2 separate regions of the Mus musculus genome follow, and region 2 is linked to region 1. The links are chromatin contacts, called in public HiChIP or PLAC-seq maps. All regions are on one chromosome and are shown on one strand. The core of a region is the stretch at or near the end of the contact, and the rest is flanking DNA. Distances in the headings are between cores, read along the strand shown.

The links. HiChIP or PLAC-seq counts read pairs in DNA pulled down with a chosen protein or histone mark.
Region 2: a contact with region 1 is called in an H3K4me3 HiChIP or PLAC-seq map of embryonic forebrain, with 4 times the contacts expected there. The contact joins the enhancer-like site here to the promoter of Csrnp3 in region 1. A contact is called at or near these places in 2 of 39 promoter capture datasets (hippocampal neurons and second pharyngeal arch cranial neural crest), 1 of 484 Hi-C or Micro-C datasets (cerebral cortex), 2 of 115 datasets of contacts at active chromatin or transcription factors (embryonic forebrain and forebrain) and 3 of 9 other capture datasets (adipose tissue, liver and pancreatic islet).

What each region holds. Positions count from the first base shown.
Region 1 is chr2:65,842,385-65,848,552 of GRCm38.p6, reverse strand. It overlaps Csrnp3 (cysteine-serine-rich nuclear protein 3), which reads right to left and starts at 2,786. Exons shown (of 7, transcript NM_153409.5): 1 at 2,669-2,786.
Region 2 is chr2:65,950,761-65,956,928 of GRCm38.p6, reverse strand. The region is part of intron 4 of Csrnp3 (cysteine-serine-rich nuclear protein 3); the gene reads right to left. Among named protein-coding and RNA genes, the nearest start is that of Gm52514, 25 kb to the right of the region's middle. Within about 2 kb of position 2,963, at least 26 of the 459 cell types and tissues checked have an H3K27ac peak or open chromatin away from gene starts, as enhancers often do. A contact at or near this core is called in cerebral cortex, embryonic forebrain, hippocampal neurons and 1 more, where this site is marked.

The DNA of each region.
Region 1 (6,168 bases), core at 1,537-4,036:
TAAATTTAGAATGAATTACCTTAATATTAAAACAATTTCTTTAGCTTGCTAGAATGGATAGTCTTTTATTCATTAGCTTGATTACCAAGGTAAGTTAATGACTGAATTAGTCGAATGTGGTCTGGGCCTTCAGTTAAAATGGTCCTTATTCCATTGTATCCAATCCAAACTAACTGCTCACCACTCATGGTCTAGGCATGCATTTCCAGGTTCTTTTATTTATTTTATTTTATTCTTTTAGTTTACCAAAACATTATAAATAGTTTTTCATTTTTCAACAGATACAGTACATGGCTAACTTCTGCAACCTGGAGAGAAAAATGAAATCCAACACTTTGCAGAGAAAGACCAAACAAACCTATATTTACATCTGAAAACCAGCTACAAACCTATATTTACATCTGAAAACCGGCTGCACCCGGAAAAAAATAAATGACCTTGTCATATCTTACTGAAGAGCTTTGGAAGGGTCCCACTTGCCTGCATCATGTTTTCAATCTTTTCCCTCCAGTACAAAACAGACACAGACAGGCACACGTGTGCGCGTGCACACATACACACACACACACACACACACACACACACACACACACACACACACGCTTTTCCCCTGCAGACTGCAGTAGGAGCTGCCACAGTTGTCTCCCTTTTTTCCATAAGCCTTGCAGACATCTGCCAGTGTCTGATAGGAGATGCTGATGGAGAAAGGATTTATCTACTCTCCATCCAAAATATGTGAGCCATTAAGGAAATTATAAGAAGCAACAACAATACGCTCTGCTTTTATTCAAAACCTTTCCCTTAGTGATTATTAAAAGGATGATATTTTTAGCTAAAGAAAGCAAAATGCATCTGCAGCAGCTGGTTTCCAAGGCAACGGAATAATTTAAAACCATGTGGAACTCTGCTCTCTAATTTTCATCAATCCCCCTTCATTCCTAGAGGTAGCTTTGTTCAGAATTTATAATTCCTTTTTTTTTTAAAAGAAAACATCACTGCATTGATTGATTGTCCGTGCCACATTCCAGCAGCTGAATATTTATTTAGATTTGCATACCACCTTAGGCTCCATGGGGGTGGGAAACTTGAATTAATTGCAATCATCGTTTTGTTTGAAAAACCAAAAATTACTTTTAAAGAGAAACATCAACAGTGAAAAACAGGGAGAAATTGTAGCATGATGTCATGATTTTTGAAAACCAGAAATGGTTCAAAACAAACCATAGGAGAGATCAACATAACATCTGATCTTAATATCTGTTTAAAGATATTAAGTATGTTTAGGAAGTTCAAAGGAAATATTCATTAACTTGAGTAATCTTTACCCACTATCCAGCAGTATTTCCTTCCCGTTTAATTTCTTAAGAATTTGTTGTGTTTGTACCATCTTATTCAAAGGGTTGTACCACCCATCTTCCAAAATCAAAGCAAAAATAAGACCAAATTTTCTTAGAAATTACAGTCATTCTTAGTAAGTTTTAATTCATTCAAAGGCAGCAAAATATTTACATCACTATTATGATTGTGTTTTACTCCAGTCAACAGGTATTAATTGGATGCCAATGTGTCCATGACTGTACTATTTTTTAAGACCTCAAAGGTAATGAGTTCCTCTCAGACTTAAATGATCTTATAAAATATAATCTACAGAGGAGCTAGTGTTGTGGAATAAAATTATTTTTGCCATCTTTATTACCATAAATATAACATTTAGTCCGTACTGCTAAAAAAAAATCTTTCCTGGTTTTCATAAAAGAAAATAAAACTTAATGCCAGGCATTATAAGCAGCTAGTAAAGTCAAAACTTTAGGCGTACTAACACATAACTGCTGTGAGGCTTTTGCCAGCAGTGTGTAGTGGAATTTCTTAACTTGACGTATCTGATGCATAAATGAAACGTGTCGGTCAGACCCTACTTTTCACAGCAAAGTCTCGTCTTTCTCAATTAGGCTTCCGTGCTTTTAAAGGAAAACCGTCCCGTGCATGTTGACAGCTACCGATAGATCTTTACTTCATCACCACATGGAAGCTTCACATTTGCTGACAAATGCTGCAGCTACTCGGCACCAGATGCACAGAACGAAGAGGGTTTGCATGCACATAGATCGTTCATTCAAAGTCTAGGCTAAAAGAAACTATAAACAAACAAACAAAAAAATCATAAGCTCCTTGCTGGGTCCTAAATATAAAGACCCCCATACTGAATCCAGTATGTTCTGAGAAGGCTCCATTTTCTCAGGACCTGTGGAATCTATCAAGCTTTGCTCATGCCTCCTTTGGTTTCCATGAACACAGCCTGATAAAAACACACAAAGACACAGGATTTTATCCGTCCGTTGTGCGTTTGCTTAGATGGCTAATCCGGAAAAGACAAGTTCCTCAGGGTTTTGTGCCTTTTGTATTTAAATCGGAAAAGGGTTTTTGCAAACCCAAGAGCTGCTCATCTAGGCTTCCCGTAGTCACTCGAGGGACAGGTTTTTCGGGAAGCGCCTTTAGGATTCCCACATTCCCTAAGATGCTTCTACTAGAACCGAGCATTTCCCTTTAAAAAAAAAAAAGAAAGAAAGAAAGAAGGAAGGAAGGGAAAAAGAAAGAAAGGAAGGAAGAAAGAAGAAAAGAGAGAAAGAAAAGAAAAATAAATTTCTTTTCGTCTTTTTTTTTCTCTTACCTGTAAATATGGTCTCTGTACTTGGGCTCCAGCAGAACACACTGAGAAGAGCTCACTCCGCCCTTCATCCATCAGGCCGCAGCCAACCAATAACAAAAGCCAGATCCTGGCGTCCTCCAGCTCTTGCCGCCTGCCTGCTCTCAGTCCTTGCTCCCTCCCACCTCGAGCTTTTAGAGGACAAATCCCTGCAGCAGAGGGAGGAAGGCAGTGGGGAAAAAAAATGAAAAATGGAGAGACAGAACAGAGAAGAAAAATATTTCAAACAACAGCCAGCTGGAGTCAAAAGTCTTGTTTTGGATGTAGGAAATCAGGGTTAATCTATGCCTTGCCCACCATAAGTCAAAGCAAGCACCGAGGAAAGCCTAGGTAAATCGCCTGTTTCCCCTCACCCTACTGATTTTTTCCCTTTAGTAGAAAAAACATATACACGTCCTCATTGCACGTTTTGAGTTATAGGCAGAGAAAGAGACTGACCATCAATATTGCCTTTTCAAAGGATCCAAGGGAAATGAATCAAGCATGACATCTCTTACTGGTGACATGACAACCTCTGCTTGGCAGTGTTTCTATTCATAGTTCTGGGGCCAGATCAGCAGAATACACATTTTTCAAACAGAGTAGAAGAATATTCAAATAATTTGGAGTTGTGTGGTTTGTACAACTTCCGATTCCTTAGATAGCGGCATTAATTTGTGAATACTGGAGCTTGTTAAAGATTAAAGAGGCATCGGCCACTTGGTTGCAAAGCCCCAAAATGGCTAATTGGACTCTAATTTTGCTCTAATAACCCTGGGCAAAATCATTTCACTTCTGAACTGAAAGGCATAGCATGAATCAAAGAACAATTGAGGAAAACATCAGATTAGATTTATTTAAGGCAGCAAAGCAAATTCATATGCAGCTTTGGGGAGGGGGGGAGGAATTGCTTTAAGAGAGGTCTCACTAAGCTGCTGTGGCTAGCCTGGAACTCACTAAGTGAACTACCTAGGCTGGCCTCAAACATAAAAGAGACCTGCCTGCCTCTGCCTCCTAAGTGCTGGGATTAAAGGCCAGTGATATCACAAGTAGCCAAGAAAGCTAATTAAACGAATGAACAACAACAGACCCTAATAAAGCAAACCAGTATTCTTTGTATTTAAAAACGCTACTAATTGAATCAGGGAGAGAATTCAGTGGGCAAAGGCTCTTGCTCCCAAACCTGACAACCTGAGTTTAATCCCCGGGCTCCATGTATTAGAAAGAGACAATGACTTCTTGAAAACTGAACTCAGATATCTACACCAGTGCCATGGCATGGGAACACACATACACACACACACACACACACACACACACACACACTTAATATAAAATGTAAAACTCGCTGCTGATTGCAGTCATTTGATGAGATATTCTAAGAAAGCTTCCTTGAGAAGACATGAATTGATGGTTGTTTTCTTTTTATTTGTGGTGTGTGTGTGTGTGTGTGTGTGTGTGTGTGTGTGTGTGTGTAGGCTCTAGGAGGAATCTAGAGTTGGACGTATACGTTGTGAGCTGCCTGAGGTGGTTGATGGGAAATGAACTCTAACCCTGTAGAGGAGCTACAATCTCTTGAGCACTGAGCTACATTCCCAACGACTTTTCCCTCACCCAGTGTCCTTCTTGTCCCTCACCCATGTCCACATATAGATATATCTATGGGTCTGGTTCTGCAGTTTCATAGGTCAATGGCTTTATGGGAATTAAACCAAGGGGAAGAAGAGGAGGCAAACAGGGAGATTTCTTTATGTATGGAGGTACCTGGTCCAAGGACACACCTTGGATAGTCTAGAGATAATGGTACAGAAGACAAAGAAAAGTGACTGGAGACTTAACATGGAGCAGATTTTACGAAGAATTGCTCTGGGGCTGGATATTAGGTCAGTGTACACATGTATGAATAGAATTCTTGTAAAGAAGCTGTGTCTGCAAAGGCGAACTGACTGGGGAGAGCATCAGACATGCAGAATGGTTGGAATGTTGCAAGTTCAGAGCCAAGTTATCTCAGAGCATCTTTATCCCCTTCAATACCGTTTATTGCCCTTCTTTATGCATAACACGGCATCTTCTGTAAACATCGGGTAAATCTTTTGGACCGGATTAGCAGACCTCTTATTTCGACCGTCCAAAGGGCCAACACTGCTGATAAATAGCAGCTAAAACAATGGCTCTCAACCTGTGGACCCAGACCCCCACAGGGGTCACACATCAGATATCCTGCATACTAGATATTTACTTATAATTCATAACAGAGGCAAAATTGCAGTTATGAAGGAGCAATGAAATCACTTACTGTTGGGGGACACCACAACATGAGGAACTACACTAAGGTGTTGCAGCATTAAGAAAGCTGAGAATCGGGGGCTGGAGAGATGGCTCAGTGGTTAAGAGCACTGACTGCTCTTGTGAAGGTCCTGAGTTCAAATCCTAGCAACCACATGGTGGCTCACAACCATCTGTAATAAGATCTGACACCCTCTTCTGGTGCATCTGAAGACAGCTACAGTGTACTTACTTATAATAATAAATAAATATTTAAAAAAAAAAGAAAGCTGAGAATCACTGATTTCCCCCCTCTTTGCTGTAACTCGCCAACTTGGCTGTGTTCACTGATGTATTTGAAAAGTATATTATTTTATAGTCTTCTCTGTTCTGTTTCTACTTAAAAAAAAAAAGCATGTAAATTTGCTGTGAATTAGAACATAGTATTTGGTTGAACCTAGATCTGTCTTCCTAGGTCATGGGTTCTCATATTTGGCTCTGAAATATACCATCTCGTGTATTCCTGTGAAGAGAGAGCTATTGCTTTCATTAATGAGTGTTGAACAGTGTCTATCAAGCCATGCAAGCTTTAGGTATGGAAAAAAATGGACCGATTTTACTTTGGTTAGACGACTATTTAAAGTAGGTTTTATTTGTGAGGTTTTTTTTCCTTGAGATCATGTTTACTGAAACTTTGAGGAATATTTTTGAAGGTCCCAAATGATCCTGGAGAAATCAGAAGCCCCCCTCCCCCCCTCTTCGAGGTTTTTAAGTCAATTTTTTTTTTAGAGTTAGAAAGAAAGAAAGAAGAAAGAAAGAAAGAAAGAAAGAAAGAAAGAAAGAAAGAAAGAAAGAAAGAAAGAAAGAAACAAAGAAACAAAGAAACAAAGAAACAAACAAAGAAAGAAAGAAGCAAACAAACAAAAAACCTAAGCCAGGAGAGCTGTAAATCTCAGCAGCTGCTCAGAATGGAGATGGGGGTGGGAGTGGGGGATGGGGGGACGGGGTGGGGTGAGGGGAGCGCCTGGGAAGCCATACTGTTTGAGTTAAGCAAGCATAGAGGTCAGCCATATGGCAAGCATAGAACATGGTGAGGGAGGGTGAAGCCTAAGGTGTTAGGGAAGCTCATGTTTAGCAAAAACATTTTTAGAAGGGAAGAAAGAGTTATGCCTTTCCGGAAGACATGGGCTGACTTTCAAAGAAGCAGGGCTGTGCCTCTG
Region 2 (6,168 bases), core at 1,714-4,213, 110 kb before region 1:
TATAAGCAAATGAAACCAGGAAGAACGTGCTGGGAATACATAATGACCGTGGAATCCTTCTTAAAACACAGCTCACCACTATGTGCATATTTGAATACGATATCTAATAAACCAGGATCCTGACACTTCACAATGACACCCATCAAACCGTGAGTTACTATTAACCTGTGAATTCATATGCATTTTTCACTAATCTCCACCCCACTATTAGGTCCTAAATAAATATACCACTTTTTTTTTTTTAGTTTATGTGATTTAGTTCTATTGAAAAAGACAAGTTATACAATATAAAATTGTTTACTAAGTATTTAGCAAGAGTTGAATCAGAACCAATAAAAATAGCAAAACACTAATGAATAGTTAAGTTCTTTAACTATTCAGAAAAGATGAGGGGCTTGCACCAATAGTTATGATGTGAAAAACAGAATACAGTAAGTGTTGGAAAGATGCTAAGGTGACACTGACTGTAAAGTTCTTTGCAAAGCAGATTGTGTTCTATTTGTTTTTATATTTCTACCTCCTACTAGTACAGAAATGAATGCCAGGTAGTTAAGGCCTAATCAGTTGTCCATATACTCATCGAATTATACAAACATTAAAGTGTTTACCGGCTGCTAGGCACAGGAGGACCTTGTTCCTGCCTTCCTGGAACATACACCCATCCTTAAAAGCACATGTGAAGCACACTGCTTAATAATATAAGGACACACAATGGAAGACAGATATAAAGAAAGGGTGCAGGATGATGGGGAGGCAAGAGAGATGCTGTGTACAAGGGGAGAGAAGACAGAGGAGGAGCTGGGAGAATTATAGACAGTGAGCTGAGAAAGAAAATTGACTCTGGATATCTAGAAAGAGGGTTATGGTGCACCAATGAGAAGCTGTTCTGGGGAAGTGACATTGGTTTCATTTTCTCCTAAGAGAGCAAGTGGTACAGCAGGAAAGGATTGTAGGTGCTGGGGGGTTGGGTACAGCCTGGTGGTTCACAAGCTTCCTAGGAGGTGGGAGGCCTGGGTTTAACCAGGAGTACCAGAAAAGAAAGAGACAAGCAATGGGTGCAATACTGTAGGGAAGCCAAGAGAATGAGGTCGCACACAGGCAGGTGGAAGAGAGGGGGCTACAGTCCAAACTGGATGACAGGAATTGTGTATCTCCTAGGTTAGTAAAAACACTCTGCAGGAGCTTCTGAGGTGCTTCATGGAGTGCTGGCCAGGGTCACGAATGCAAGTAAGTAAAGACTTCACAACAGAAAACAGACAATGAGCCACCAGCGAGCAACTGCCCAGTCACAGGCTTTGCTGCCTGCTAGTATACACCAACTGGAAGAAGAGACCCCGTCATTGCTCATGCTTTTAAACGTCAGTAGAAGGCCAGTGGCCTCCAAGTAAGTGGTAAAAAGGAAAACTAAGGTGAGACTTAGTGTGGAAAGATTTTATGTGAACCTTGTAGCAAACAGAGAATTTAAGTAGTCAGTTTGGAAGACAACAGAAAGGGCATCGCAGCCTGAACAGGATCTGCATCTCCAGAAGACGTCACGTGGCTAGCTAGCTAGTTCCAACACATCGTTATTGATCTCCACAGCCTCTCCGGTAAAGGCAAGTAATACCAGTTCCACAGCATCAATCAATCAATACGCCTTACAGAATACTCAAGTTAATGTTTTCTATAGTACCAGTTTGTAGGCTCGTCCTTCTCTCATTATTAGCCCTACTTTGAACTGCCTTATTTCTGAGAACTAGACCAAACATCTAATGACTCAGCTGATCTATCTGTGATATCCAGAAGTGCATGTGACCTGGTGGTGATTGCCATGATGGCAGCGGTGGTCTGCAGCTGGTTTCAGGTCTGTCCGCACAAGTTCATGCTGTTTATTTTTTCCAAAGTTATGGGTATGGGGGGGGGCAGAGCTATACATCTCACTGAATTAGTTACATTTCAGGGATTACTTTATATTGCTTATATTTGTTATCACATTTAGGGCTCTTGGAGTCTCATTTTTTACAGGCAGTATCACAGAGTAAAAAGGAGATTTTTTAGTATCATAAAATACCTACACCGACCTTCTGCCTAGATGTTCCTCTAGTCGTTTAAAAAAAAATATGGAAGCAAGGAATAGATTGCTACAACTACCTCTGCAAAAAATGAGTTTCCAAAATAATGCCCCAGTGTGGGGTATCTGTGACATTTACCTCAGTAATACTCACTTCTTAGAGCTTTCACTTATACATGGATATAAGCTTTGTGACACAAATTATGTAACATTCTTGAAGTTGACTCTGAGTCCTTAGTATAGTTTAACTGCTTAATAAAGACCAGTTGTACCACCAAGGAAACCTTCACATTCACTTTCTACTGATTCTCCAGATCAAAGCCTAACAGGAAATGAGAATAATTGAGAAGGAGCAACTGGAGAAAAATTTGACTCATAGGTCTATGCTCTGCGGATTCAGAGAAAAAGGTGGGCCGAGGGACCGGCAAGGGAAAGAGGGAGACAGCCATGTTCTCAGCTCTTAAGAAAAATCATAACCACATCTCTGATGATTAATTTCCACTTTTGTTAATGCTGTAATAACTCCGGATTGCATAGCAATTTCTGCACGTTAAAGGAACTCAACTGTATGGAAGCCGTCTGTGACTCGGAAAACGTTAGCAATGGGGAGAGGCATTCACTACCCGCTCCCATGTGCAGTGTTGAGAGGCCATCCTTTGACCCCCTTTGCATTTCAAGTCCTGTACGGTATGCGTTTATCTGTCTCTGGTATGCACACTGCTGCAGGAGACGTGTTCCTTTAGGGACCGTGTTTCACCACACAGCTTCTCGTTATTTATGCGACGTGACAAGAGCCTTCAGAGGGCAGGGGAAAAATATCATTCCTGTCTTTTCCCTGAAGCTCTCCTTTTGACAGAATGACTGGCTGAGGAGCCACAGGGATGTGGAGAAACAAAGCGTCCCTCGGTCCTATGGAATCTGCTGCTTCTATTCCAAGGAGAGTACAAACTACGACCTTGGTTGAACACTGGTAAGTGTGCTGGTTGCCTAGCAAAATTTAGAAGTTCAAGGGAAAAGCCATCATATTCTCCCTAATTTACATTTTGAAGCTGTTATTATCATAATGGGGTATGCTACAAATTGAAATGCCTGAACAGGAGGCTTAGAATAGTATGACATTTTGCATTACCACGGCGGCTGACATGTACCAACCAATCTTATTAATTTCTATATTTGCAAAAACAACAAAATGCTGTAACATACAGTGTGCTGGTGGCTACCCTGCGATGAGTACACCCACTCATTTAAATTGAAAGGATAAAGCCAGGATGACTGAGATTTATATAAGGGGAAACCACAATTTCAGAATCTCACTGTGAATGTAAATTGCTTCACATTGCCGCAAAGGTTTAATGGTTTTAAAAATTCCTTATTTCAAGAAGGGCTGCTGTCTTCATTTTCGATTGTAGGAAAGCAAGTTAGGGGCACAGGGATTCATTAGTAAATATTCAAAAGATTATAATCAGAGATTACCATCAAGAAGATATTGCTAATGAACATCTGTCTAATCTAATTGAAATAGTAAAATATATGTATGTGTATTTTCTAAATTGTTACACATCAATTTCTAGAGTAGCAAATAATTTTAATTATTATTATGGATTTTTTTTTCCCTTTGTAGCGCTGGCTGGCCTGGAAGTCTATATATGTAGGCCAAGCTGGCCTGAAACTCACCAAGATCTAGCTGCCTGTTTTCAAAGAGCTTGGATGCCCCTGTATTCAGCCTTAAAATACATTTAAAAAGAAAGGAACAAAAGTTTTAACTAGCGCTCTCGAATAGGTTGACATGCTCTTGTCTTTTATATTTTAGGTGGAAGCATTGTAATTGATTCTTCACTATCTCCTACAACACATCCCCTCCCCCAGCTCGCCCATAATAGGAAGGCAGGGAGTAAAACAGACTACTATCTCTGGAAAGGCCACTGTAATCCAATCGATAACCAAATTGCCTTTAAAACTTAGAATTTGTGAGGTTGGAATAATGGTTCAGCAGGTAAGAGCATTTGCTGCTCTTCCAGAGGACAGCACCCACCAGAGCAGTTCACAACCACCTTCAACGCCACCTTCAAGTGATCAAGGACCTTTTTCTGGCCCTACTAGGCTCCTGAACATAAATCACACACACACACACACACACACACACACGGAGAGACAGACAGACAGACAGACAGAGTTAGAGACACAGAGAGAGACAGAGAAAGAGAGACAGAAAGAGAGAGACATACACACACACACACAGAGTCAGAGAGAGTCAGAGACACACACAGAGAAACTGAGAAAGACAGACAGACAGACAGACACACATACACACAGAGAGAAAGAGAGAGAGAGAGAGAGAGAGAGAGAGAGAGAGAGAGAGAGAGAGAGACTTTGTGACTTGGCTGTGATATTGTCCAGCTTGATTCCTCCTGCAACTTCATCCCACTGTTCTGCATACATCAATACAAATTTATTGGGTTTTTTTTGGGGGGGGTTGGTTTTTTTTGCAGCACAACTTTGAAACATATCTCTTGGGAATGCATTATGACAGTAACAGAAATAAAAATTCGTGGCTATAAATCCCATCCATCATCCTAATCTTTCAACAAATCAAATTGTTTCCAATTTTCAAGTCAATGAACCAGTCTTTGCTTTTGAGCATGTATAGGATTCCCCTGTTAGTATAAAGAAAATTCTGTCTTCTGCCTTTCTTCCCAGAATCTCATAAGTGTTCTACATACGGTGTAGTCTTTATAACTATCATGAAAATAACTTCATTAATGGGTTACTGTAATGTAATGAATCACTCTCCCACTCTGACCTTGCTTTCTCCCTCCCCCTCCCGCCTTCTCACACTACAATCAAACGCCAACACAATTTTCTATTGCTCTTGATGTTTCTCCTTTCACATATATTTTCTGAATACAGAACCAGAAATATTTGAATGGTTTTTATACTGACAAAGTACTTTCTGAATTTCACAGTCATTAAGGCAACATGTGCACCGACAACGTATACTGTGGCTAATCCCAGATTTTTGGTATACTATTTTCTATTAGCGGGAGGAATACTCACTTCATAGCGGTGAACTCTTTATGATTTCATTTTAATAATATGTGTGTAAGTACGTTAATCTACTTTTATTACTATGATTGTTAAATGCTTTACTTACGAATTAATTGTGTTTTCTAGTATGGATTATCTTTGTGGCATGCCTTAGCTTGCATCTCAAAAAAGTTAAGTAGATGAGGGTGGAGCAGAATGGTGTCTCATTTGGTAGAGCGCCTGCCTGGCATACACAAAGCCCTGGGTTCAGTCCCTAAGGTAACATGCACAGGGCATGGAGACATAATTACACCCCTTAGAAAGTAAAGTCAGGAGGACCAGGCTTTCAGTACCATTTCCTTCTGCTACATAGCAAATTGGAGGCTAGCCTTGAATACTTCAGACTGGGTCTCAAAAATATTTATTTATAGATATGCTTTTAAACTCTAGAGAATAATCATATACCTTATTAAATATATGTTTCTAATATAAATTGCTTCATTTTTTACTTTTATATTTTATAACAGATAAGTTTGATATTTTAATATCATTAAATATGTAAATGTTTTCCAATGTGAAATTTTTCCCTAAACCTTCAAAGCACACAACAGTCTTGCCAAATGTTTTATAGTATGCAAATTCATTATTTCAGCATTTTTAAATTTTTTATTTAATCAATATATAATATACTTTGTCATGTCATGAAAAGAGTTTAAATTGCTTCATTTTAAAAATTAATTGTATGAATGTTTATTAAAATTCCCCTTTTTGCATCTGATAACACTCATTTTCTTCATATTAATTTCTAGCACAGACAAGACCAGGATTTTGTATACTTTCCTAGGTAAAGCACCATAGGGGTAAAAAATAATAATATTGTTTTGAATGATAATTTCATAACTGGAATGAGTATACAATGTTATGCCTTCTTTTCAAAAATATCCTACTATAATTAACTTATTTATGAAGATATTTATTTATGAAGATATTTATTTACACACACACACACATATATGTGTATATATATATATATATATATATATATATATATATATATATATATATAAAATTTCACTTCTTTTTCTGTTTTGTTT